Regions from separate parts of the Mus musculus genome. Here regions 1 and 3 are each linked to region 2. The links are chromatin contacts, called in public HiChIP or PLAC-seq maps. All regions are on one chromosome and are shown on one strand. Each heading gives the region's core, a stretch centred on a gene start, on an enhancer-like site or on the middle of the called end of the contact. The rest is flanking DNA. Distances are from core to core; before and after follow the strand shown. Region 1 overlaps Epha2 (Eph receptor A2). Region 2 overlaps Tmem51 (transmembrane protein 51). Region 3 has its middle 11 kb from the start of Gm52686.

Region 1 (3,480 bases), core at 813-3,312, 760 kb after region 2:
CTAAGGTGTTCCAATCACGTGCCCGTAGCCCCCCACCCCAGTCGGGCTTCCCTGACACCCCAGGAACCCCCTCTCACCTCGGCAGGCATCCTCGACCTTCTCGTAGCCTTCCTGGCACAGGCACTGCCCGATGGGCACCAGCCACTCGCCATCCACCGTGCAGTGCATGAGAGGCCCCTCGCCCCCATAAGGCACCACGGCATGGTCCACGCAGGTACCGGCCACCGTGGCCAGGGGTTGTGTATCGGAGACAGCGACAGCAATGGTCTCGGGGAAGCGAGCCAAGCTCTGCAGCATCTCGGGACACTTCTTGTAGTAGACGCGAACGGAGAGCAGCGCCACGCAGGCGCCGATGTCCTGGAAGGCCAGGTAGAAGCCCTTCCGGGTAAGGGGCCCCACCATGCGCTCCTCTACGTTCAGCTTGACATTGCGAGCCTCGAAGTCACTGCTGACCGTGATCTCGTCAGGGGCGATGGTGTCAATCTTGGTGAACTGGCGCTTCTGGAAGTTGGTGCCATAGTCCACATCTGACTCTGCATAGTAGAGGTTGAAGGTCTCTTTGCATGAGCTGGCGCCACCCGGGAAGCTGTTACAGTCTCGCACCGTGAACTTGAGCTCAATAAAGATGCGCTCGGCCTCCTCCCGGTACACCCAGTTGGTGCGGAGCCAGTTGTCCTGGTCGCCGGATACCACGTTGCACACCGAGTACATGTAGATAGGCATGTCGTCCATGATGTTCTGCATCAGGTCCCACTGTGTGTATGTGACAGGTGACTGTTAGTCTGGGAAGGCAGGGACTGAGTCCCACAGGACACAGCTTCAGTTTTCCCCCTCTCCTGTATTGCTGTTGTTCTCTTGAGACAGTGTCTCATGTAGTCCAAGCTGGCCTCAAACTCACTGTGTCCTGAGGGATGACTCAGTGAACATCTAATCTTCTAGCCTCTACTTCTGAAGTGTGTAAGTGACAAGTATGTACCACCACACCTGACTCTCGGTTCTCGGTGCCTTCATTCTACAGGGAAGAAAACTAGGACCTAGAGGAAGGAGACCCAAAAGCAGCTGGCCCAAGACATGGCTGTGGGTCTTTCTGGCCCTAATGTCTGGGTACTGAGTCTCCCCATCGGTGGGCCGGGGCTAGAGTCTGGGGCACCTGCACCATTTATGCTCTCTAATCCCAGTGTCCCATTTCCACAACTGCTATGAGCATACATGACAAAACACTTGAGCCCAGAACGTGGCGCTCAGGGCTACAACCATACGCAACAGCTAGCATCATGTCACCGTGTAGGGTCATCGCTGTGTGCCATGGGTGTTGACAGATACAGTAAGTGAAAACAATGGATGGTCCCTCCCGCCCCTGGAGGCTCCTCCAAGCTGCCTGGGTGGGGCTGTGTGCCCCTATGAGCTCCACGCCCCCTCGATCATTGGAGAACTTAGCATACGGTAACACAAGCCTGGCTCCCAGGGCTGTATTCTGAACTCTTCAGCATGGGAACAGCAACTGACTTGGCTCTGAATCCCCAGGGCCTCTCTGGCAAAGAATATGCGCTTAGGGTGGGCTCAGAGGAACAAATGTGTGAATAAAGGAAAGAAAAAAAAAAGCAAGTAGGGGCTGGAGAGATGGCTCAGTGGTTAAGAGCACTGACTGCTCTTCCAGAGGTCCTGAGTTCAATCCCCAGCAACCACATGGTGGCTCACAACCATCTGTAATGGGATCCGATGCCCTCTTCTGGTGTGTCTGAAGAGAGTGACAGTGCACACACATAAATACAATAAATTTTTTTTTAAAAAATCAATAAGTAAATAAATAAAGATGGAGGTCTGACCTGTCATCCTATGTGACACTGGCCAAGACCCGAGTGCCCGCCCGGGGCTCAGTTTCCCACTGTATATAATGACTGGGTTGGATAAGGCTATCTACCTCCAGCCTCCAGCTGGACATTCCGGGATCCTAGAAGTCTTTTCAAAACTATACTTCAGGCCATGACTCAGGATAGATGCAAGTCACTCAGACCTGGCCAGCTATACGCTCTGTCCCAAGAGCTCCCTTAGGGACACACCCCTCTCCCTGTCTCAGAGTCCCAGGACTTATCATGGGTGCATTGTGCCCAAGGGAAATTGAGGCTCATAGCACAGTAAGTAGTATCTTCCCCAAAGTCCACAGCCCTCGGACCAGGAATCTGAGGTCAGGGCAGGACCACCAGAAAGCATAGCAGGAAGGGAGATGTCCCCAGTGGAGGGTAAGGCAGAGTAGGAGGGAAGGGGCCCCAGGCAGGAAGTCACTGTCCTGTATCTCTTGCTCTTCACCCCGTGCAGCCTTTAACCCTTCCCCCGCAACCACGAGAGGCAGGCAGGACCACTGGAGCATCCCACTGCTGGGGTTCTCAGCTGTCTCCCCAGCTAGGCCACCTACAAACAGTCCCTTCCTTCTACCCAGCTGCAGTCTGCCTCGGCCCAGGTCACCACGTTTGAAGCTTGGTTGACCCGCAGAGTCTGCTCCAGGCTCCCATCCTCCATCTCTCCTGGGATGTGCAGCCCTCCTTCCCACCCTCCCTCAGCCCTGAAGTTTTACTCACCCCTTTGCCATAGGGGTGCGTGAGCCAGCCGAGCTCTCCCTTCATTGCTGCGAAGTCCAACAAAACAACTGTGGGAAAGATGGGGGAAGGACCAGTGAGCCAGGGCTTTCCCAGGGGCTACGCACGGCACACAGCAGAACCTGCGTGCGGTGATGTGTGTGCTCCACACCCCGCCAACCCCAGCCCCAGAATCAACACACGGCCTGACCAGAGAGGCCTGACCAGAGAAGAAGCAGGCGGGCTCAGTTTGTCACACAGCCGCCTGTCACCAGGCTTTCAGCTCTGGTGTTCCCTCAGCCCCCAGCTGGGTCAGGGCACAGCAGGAGACCGGCAGCTGGGTAGTGTGTGGGGTGAATGGGATAAAATGATAGCCCACTGCCCCATCTGCTTCCTCGAACAAGGGAACAAACACTTCATGCAGGTCACAGAGGACAAGACTGTCTGCTTCTGCCACATCCCCCTGGCATAGAACACCCTGACCCAATCTGGGCCACCCAGCATACACAGTAGCAGAGGGTACATACATACATTTACGTGCTCCATAAGAATGGGTTGTTGGCCTGGCCTGGCGGCAGCACACACTACAAAGGCAGAAGCAAGTGGATCTCTAGGAGTTCAAGCCCACCGTGGTCTATATAGTCAATTCCAGGCCAGCAAGGCTACATGGTCAGACTCTGTACTCCACTCCACCCCCCCAAAAAAATAAAGAAAAGGCTGTTGACAAGAGGGGACAGATCTGGGGGATCTGTCCACCACAGTCACTGTGAAGGACTAAAGGTTTGAAGGCATGGAGGTGTCTAGGAGGGGCCCAAAGCCACACGTCGCTGGGAAAATCATCTTAACCCTGGGAGAAGTGCCTATGGGAAAGAATGGAAGGAAACCTTCACAGGGGGCTCCCCCTGGC
Region 2 (3,665 bases), core at 878-3,377:
TGAGAGGATACGAATGCACCGCCACGTGCTGAGGACGGAACTCAGGGACTCGTCTAAGCCAGGCAAGCGTCTCCAGACCCCACGAGCTTTGGAAAAGCTTTCCCTTGGGGTGAGCCTGTTTGTAATTAAAACCAGCCACATCTAGCAGCCCATGGGGTTTCATCTCAGAAGGACCAGTGCTGTGAGCGATCCGACTACCCCATGGTGTTCATCTGCTCTGCGTCTGGACACAGTGGCACAAAGAGGCCGGGCTCCTGCTTTGCTATGTCACCAAGGGCTCCTCCAACTGTCATCTCGTTTCTGTCTCCTGCACAAAGAAACAGTTTGGTGTTCTGACGTAGTGACAAATAAGGACGGCGGAGTCGGACAGTAGAGCCCTCATCTATTACCCAGGGAGAAGGATACTGCCACCTGCCCAGGGTGCGGCTGAGGATTCAACATTCCGGTATGGATGAGCTCAGCCAGAACCAACCCAGGTGACATACCACAGCTCAGAAATTCACGTGACGTCAAAAATCGCTTTAAAGTAACTGATTCAGTCAGTTAGTATATTGATAAACCGGTGTAGCCTCCTCTTTGTCATCTCAAAGTCTTTTCCTCACCCCACCCCTTCGGTGAACCGGTTGCCAGTGCTGGGCAGAAGAGCAAAGGCCTGTGATCCTAGCTGCTCCGGAGGCTGGGGCTGAGCATCTCAAGTCCCAGGAGCAGCTGAGTGAGATTCCATCCCAAATTTCAAAGTGAAAAGGGCCAGGTATGGTGGCACCCACCTTCAACCCCAGCATTCCCAAGGCGGAGGAAAACAGACTTCTGTTCCTTTGAGGCCAGCCTGCGCTACACATGGAATTCTAAACCAGCCAGGGCTATAAAGTGACAGTTTGTCTCAAACAAACAAACAAACGAAAACCAAAATGTGAAGAGGTCAAAGCTACATTACAGGGTAGCGTGCTTGCCTAGCAGGTGTGAGACCCCGTGTTCAACCTCCACTCTCCCCTCCACTGCAAAGAAAAACCCAACTCTCTTAAGCAAGTATGCAAAGCACCCCCACCCCATGTGCCGGTCGGTGGCTGCTGGCAACCACTAACCCCAATGTCTGTCTGGACGTTTCCTTTAAATGGAGTCACTTATCATATGACCTGGTACAGGCAGCTTCTTTTTTAAAAAAAAATGTTATTGCATTTTTATTTGTTTGTGTGTGTTTCTTGCTCACGTGGGGTTTAGAGACTGATTTACAGGAGCTGGCTCTCTTCCAGGGGACTCAGGTCTGGGGGCTTGGCAGCCCAGTAAGCAATCTCACTGGTCAGTGCACTGGCTGGTATATTTATTTGAGCTCATTTGCATCACAAACCTCGTTCTTTCTGTTAAGCCACACCTCATCACATGCTGGCTTTTTCGATGCCCACCCAAGTCTCTTAGATTTCAACATGTGTTCCATTCCCAAGGGGCCTGCTGAAGCAGACCCCCCCCCCTCCCCAAAGTCTCCACAGCCTTAGGTAGAAAGGCCAGAGAGGAAGATGAGGTCCCTGAGGGTCGTCCAGGGATGCTGGGACCAGGAATGGGAGCAAGGCCATATTCAAATAGGTGGGAGACAGAAGACAGGGCTGCTGAGGGTGCAGTCTCACGGTGGAGAAGCCAAGGCATCTACTTGCAGACGTGTAATTCAGGGAGTCTAGCAGGGCAGCCTGGTCCAGCCATTGTCCCCCTACACGTACCCAGTCCCATGGTGGGCTTGGGGCTTCCGGAACCCATGGCCTGCCTGTCCGCAACTAGGCTCAGACACCCTGGAGAACTTGAAAGCCACTGCTCCACAGTCACCTTCCTGTGTGGCCACTCAGTTCTGTCTCCAGCCAGTTCTCAGCAAGAACCGAACAGGAAGGGAATCCTGGGGGCTGGAGATCCTCCAGCCCGAGGACAGTTTGGAGGGCTCTGCCATGGGTCCCAGATCTCACAGCAGGACTGGCTGTCCAGTCCAGATGTGATCCATCCCTGTAACTTCCTGCCAAGGTCCTTGGCTGGACCAGCATTCTTTAAGGAACTTTGTAGAAACAGGTTTGGCTCGGTCTCTGCAGTCAGATATCAGCAGGCAGCCAAAGCATCAGAGTTATCAAGCTCTAGCTAACCCCACCCATTTTAAACTTAACGCACCCACTTTTCTGACAAGGTCTGTAGCCTGGCGGGCCCCAAACCCACTGTGTAGCTGAGAGTGATCTTCGGAGTGCTGAAATTATAGGCATTCACCACCAGCGCAGCAAGCAGGTTTACAGTGCTGCTGATTGCAGCCAGGACTTCATGCACGTTAGGCATGCCTCTACCATCTGAGCTATCCCCCTGCCCCACCTACCCTGAACTTGAGAATTCTGATCCCATGGAAAACAGAGTGCTGTGGAGCCAAGAGGATATGAGTTACAGTTCTGACTTTGCTAGTTTTGTGGTCTTGGGAAATGACTCAGGGTTTCTGATTGGGTGTTTTTTCCCTATCTGTAAAATGGGTGTGGCACCAGCCTTCCTCACTGAAGCGGCGCCAATGAAGGCTGACACTTGCTACACTTCTGGTGTGGGAAATACTGTGTAGTCAACCTGGACTTACAAGTGTCCAGGGCTAATGTTAGACCAACCAGTCCTTGCCGTCCTCCCGGGAGCCAGACTTGGCCTTGACCCCGTGTTTACATCATAAAAGCCAGACTTGCTTTTCCTGCCCCCAGTTCACATTCCAGGCAGTGTTTCGTATAAATACCGTTTGCTTGTTTCTTCTTTAGACAAACCCCACAAACTCTGCCGTAAAAAAATATATTTCCTGGCCAGACCCAACACTCGGTTCGCTGTATTTGAAATCAGTTTGTTTTTCGGTTTTTAGTGGATTTGTGTGATTTGTTTGCTTCTTCAAATGAGGTAGCCCAGGCTGGACATGAACTCACTATGTAGCCAAGGATGACCTTGAACTCCTGTTCCTCCTGTCTCCACCTCCCCAGCACTGGGAGGACAGGTGTGCCCCACCATGCCGACGATCTAGCCCCAGGATCTAAGCCCATGCTGGCAGCTTCTGACTGCTTTCCACCTGCTGTCTGATGTTCTTCGACATTGCTGCGTCTGTGTTGGCCGAAGGAGCTGACGGGTTCCTTAGACTGGTTCCCCCATCAGATCAAAGCTGTGTCCTAGGCCAGCTGAGGGCTGTATGGAGAGGCTCGGCTTTGCCATGGCTACCAAGGAAGTCAATCCTGAGATGCACATAGCAGCTATGAGGAGAAAGGCCAAAGTTCAACAGCTTGGAGGTGGGGAAGGGAAGGGAAACCCAGTGGTCAGTGATCCGAGGAGGAGGCTGGGAAGATGGCTCAGTGGGTACAGCGCAAGCAAACAACCATGAGGACCCAAGACTGATCCCAGTACAAGTGTAAAGGCCAGATATGGTGGCTTAAGCTTGCAATCCGGGTGCTGGGGAGGCAGAGACAGACAGACCTTGGCCAGCCTGTGTTGTCTACATGGAGAGTCCTAGATCCTAGTGAGAAGCCCTGTCTGAATAAAAAAGGTGGACAGCTCCCAAGAAATGAGATCAACTCAAGGCTGATCACACATGCACGCGCACACGCGCGCGCACACACACAAGCACACACAGACAGGCAAACAGAGAAACAGACAGAGAGAGAGACAGAGACAGAGACAGAGACAGAGAC
Region 3 (3,626 bases), core at 29-2,528, 810 kb after region 2:
TGAGCCATCTCTCCAGCCTGAAGCAGAGAGTCTTAAAGGAGCTAGATGTCTTCCTACATTCATGGTATTCAGGTATGAAAATATATGGATTTGGGCCAGCAAGTTGACTCAGCAGGTAAAGGCGCTGGCCACCAAGCCTGATGACTGAAATTCAATCCCTGGAACCCACATGTGGAAGAAAGAGAACTTGATTTTTGCAGTTACCCTCTGACATCCCCCCCACCCCCCCCCACACACATAAGCTCTGTGGTACACGCAGCCCCTCCCTGTGGTCCATCTCACCACTGGGGTGTGTGAACTCTGCTCAGACAGACAAAAGGGTTATGAACATAGCCTAAGGGGGGGGTGGGGGGGAGCAGCCTGGGTGAGACACAGCACAGGCTGAGGCTGAGGAGACAGGAGTTCAGTTGCAACTGGAAACTTCAAGAGTCAGGAACAGAGGGTCAAGGGTCCGTGGGCCTCTCATGAGGAGCTCAGGGCTGGGGCTCCCAAACTCCCGGACATCCCGATTCTGCTGGGTCACAAGGGGTTGGGGATGGAGTTGGGGTCTGCAGGCTGAGGATGACAGGGATGGGGGACTCTGGCTTAGCTGTGGTGGCGAGTCTGGGCATGTAGAGGGTCCTTCTACGGGAGGTTTAGACAGCAGCGTTGTGACTCAGTAGTCAAAGGCCTTCTCTATGCTCCCCACTGCGATGAAAGAGATGGTCCTTGATTCCAAATTGTTTATTGTTCATCATGGAAAATGGGTGAGTACCTCCTTCTCAGGGTGGACTAGTGATTAAATAAATACCCTTTGCAGGGAGGAAGGTCCAAGAAGGGATGCTTATTGGCTAAGTCCTCAGGGCCTCTAGATACCTCATCAGCATGGAGAACTCTGTTCTTTGGAAAGAGTCCAACTCTTTAACAGATTCTACCTGGGCAGGACTTGAGCCTGGAGCTCGCTGTAGTGTGAGCCCTGAGGGCATGGGATATACAGGACAGGGCGGACCCAAGAGGCTCTGATCAGGGTCTCTCTCAAATGGCCCAAGAATTTCTTCCGCCCTGCCCTCACCTGAGTGCTTGGGTTGCAGGCACCACCCTGCCGCTTATGCAGTACAGGAATCTTGCCCTGGGTCACTCCAACACTGGTGCCTCCCCAGCCCCTAGTCCCCCTTTATGGGGCAGAAGGGTCTTACTTTGTAGGAGGGGGGGGGTCTCCTCGGCTACGGTCCTCCTGACATAGCCCCTCCCACTTCCCCAGGGAGTGCTTGGCTAATCGCTGTGCACTGCCACACCCAGCTTGCTAGGACGATGTGTAAACACATATTGGATCCCAGCCCAGCGAATGAGTCCGCGCTGACAGACATGGCAGGCTGACGGAATGAATGAAGTGAAAGCCTGAGTCGGCACGGTGGGGGAACACAAACCGCACGGGACCCAGGAGTGTTTCCTGGTCCTGGCTGGTGTGGGTGGGGCCTGGGTTTCATCCAAGAAAGAAAGGAAAAGAAAAGAATGAAAGAAAGAAAAAGATGAAAAAGAAAGAAAGAGGGGGGTGGGGGAAGAAGGAAGAGTTAGGTCGCCAGCAATTCCCCCCAAAATGTTTTTCAACATGGTCTGTTATCCTAGCCCTCAGGAGGGGCAGGCCTGGGCCAAGGCCAGCATGAGCTTCGTTAAGACCCTCTGTAAAGCTTTTTTTTGGTTTTGTTGTTGTTGTTGTTTGTTTAAAGATTGTGTACATCGTCGGGGCTTGGCAGCTCACCTCTCTCATGCCAGTACTTGGGAAGGGAAGAAGAGGTTTGCCTTGAGTTTGAGGCTAGCCTGGACTACAATGTGAGAACTGGGGACGCAGGGGGAGGAAAGGAAAAACAATCAACCCCATTGGTGACCCATGTGGCCATCACGTGACTCCTGACGTCATGAGCAGAGGACTCTGTTTACCTCTGTGGTGTTCCCGCCGAAAGCCGCAGCAACTCCGGCTTCGTCATGAGAAAAACATCAGATACACCCAAATTGCAGGATCGTGTACAAAATACCGACCAGAAAGCCTCAAAATTGCCCAGGTCAGGAAAACCCAGGAAAAACAAGGGAAAACAGAGGAGCTGAGTCAGACAGACAGGGAAGTTAGAGGACAGACAGGAGAGGGCACGTGTGGACTGAGTAAGACCCGGGCGAGGTTCAGCTCACGCTCACGTGGACGCAGTAGAGGGGGAACCACCTGGACTTCAGGGTGGATCCAAAGAACGAAAACCTAAATACAAAACCGATTCGGAGCGGGGCTGGGGCGGGGGTAAGGATGCCGCGCAGTTTGGGAGGATCAAGTGGGACCCAAAGCCAAGTTCCATCCCCAGCACCACATGAACCTGCGGTGGTAGCTTGGGTCTGTAATTCTAGCACTGAGAGGTGGGGGCAGGAGATTTAGGAGTTCGAAGTCATCCTGGACTATGTAGGGAGTCCGAGTCTGTCTTGGGCTGGAGACCTTGCCTTAAAAAACAATCCCAGCACTTGGGAGGCAGAGGCAGGCGGATTTCTGAGTTCAAGGCCAGTCTGGTCTACAGAGTGAGTTCCAGGACAGCCAGGGCTACACAGAGAAACCCTGTCTCGAAAAAACCAGAACCAACCAACCAACCAAATCAATAGAAACCAACTTGTGCAAAGAACATTAGAAAGAAGGAGAATCCTTGGTTACATTGTGAGTTTGAGCCAATGGGCCTATCTAAACCCTGCCCCAGGAAACTGAAGAGAGACTGGTGTGTGGGCTCGGAGGGAGAGTGTATCCATCAAACACAGAACAACAGCAGGAGGAAAACAGACACGCTCCCACATCGCCCTAAAACCTTAGTCAGCATTCCTCCCTGACCACCCATGGCCGGGGCCACCCCTTCTTCTCTTTAGGAGAGAGAGAGAGAGAGAGAGAGAGAGAGAGAGAGAGAGAGAGAGAGAGAGAGAGAGAGAGAGAGAGGTGTGAAGCAAGCCCTAGCTGTCCTGGACCTGCCCCTGCCTCTCTTGTGTGGGGATTAAGGGTGTGCACCACCATGCCTGGGCCCCTTCTCTAAGCCCCGAAGAAGACCCCATCCCAACTGTTCACAGCTAACTCACCCTCTGGGTCAGCAGAGGTGCCCCCAGTGGCCCATGGGACTCCAGGGTCAACCCTGCTCAGCCTGGCTCTCAGGACTGCACACATGGCTACTGCTGCCATTTGGATCTAAGTGTCCCAGACACCAAGGGTCACGACACGAGGTGGGTTATGGCAAATGAACCTGGGAGGTATTATTAGGTCACTGGGAGGGGATACGGAGACCCCACCTCTCCCTCTGTGTGTCAGACATGTCCACCATGAATTACTGGGCTACCATTGGCTCAGAGCACCAAGGCCAGGTGACTCTGGATTGAAACCTCTAAAGACTCAGAATACACGTTTCTTCTTAAATTATTTCAAGCATTTTGTTGCTGTGACAGAAAGCTACCCCACTGTGTAGGGCCTACAAGTGAAAGCTACACTTAATAGGCCCAACAGCACACACTAATCCTGATCAGTGCACAGGAAACCATGGATCCAAGCTGGTCCAATCACATCTCTATTCTGACACAGCTTTTGCTGGAAAAAAAAATATCTGCAATACATATTTATGTCTTTATTCCGGGGACTT

Evidence for each region. HiChIP or PLAC-seq counts read pairs in DNA pulled down with a chosen protein or histone mark.
Region 1: a contact with region 2 is called in an HNF4G HiChIP or PLAC-seq map of pancreatic cancer cells. The contact joins two enhancer-like sites.
Region 3: a contact with region 2 is called in an HNF4G HiChIP or PLAC-seq map of pancreatic cancer cells. The contact joins two enhancer-like sites. A contact is called at or near these places in 2 of 115 datasets of contacts at active chromatin or transcription factors (embryonic stem cells and pancreatic cancer cells).

What each region holds. Positions count from the first base shown.
Region 1 is chr4:141,305,678-141,309,157 of GRCm38.p6, reverse strand. It overlaps Epha2 (Eph receptor A2), which reads right to left. Exons shown (of 17, transcript NM_010139.3): 2 at 2,577-2,644; 3 at 78-753. Among named protein-coding and RNA genes, the nearest start is that of Epha2, 6.2 kb to the right of the region's middle. Within about 2 kb of position 2,062, at least 26 of the 459 cell types and tissues checked have an H3K27ac peak or open chromatin away from gene starts, as enhancers often do. A contact at or near this core is called in pancreatic cancer cells, where this site is marked.
Region 2 is chr4:142,064,388-142,068,052 of GRCm38.p6, reverse strand. The region is part of intron 1 of Tmem51 (transmembrane protein 51); the gene reads left to right. Among named protein-coding and RNA genes, the nearest start is that of Tmem51os1, 18 kb to the left of the region's middle. Within about 2 kb of position 2,127, at least 48 of the 459 cell types and tissues checked have an H3K27ac peak or open chromatin away from gene starts, as enhancers often do. A contact at or near this core is called in pancreatic cancer cells, where this site is marked.
Region 3 is chr4:141,257,888-141,261,513 of GRCm38.p6, reverse strand. It overlaps a transcript of Arhgef19 not described here. Among named protein-coding and RNA genes, the nearest start is that of Gm52686, 11 kb to the right of the region's middle. Within about 2 kb of position 1,278, at least 49 of the 459 cell types and tissues checked have an H3K27ac peak or open chromatin away from gene starts, as enhancers often do. A contact at or near this core is called in pancreatic cancer cells, where this site is marked.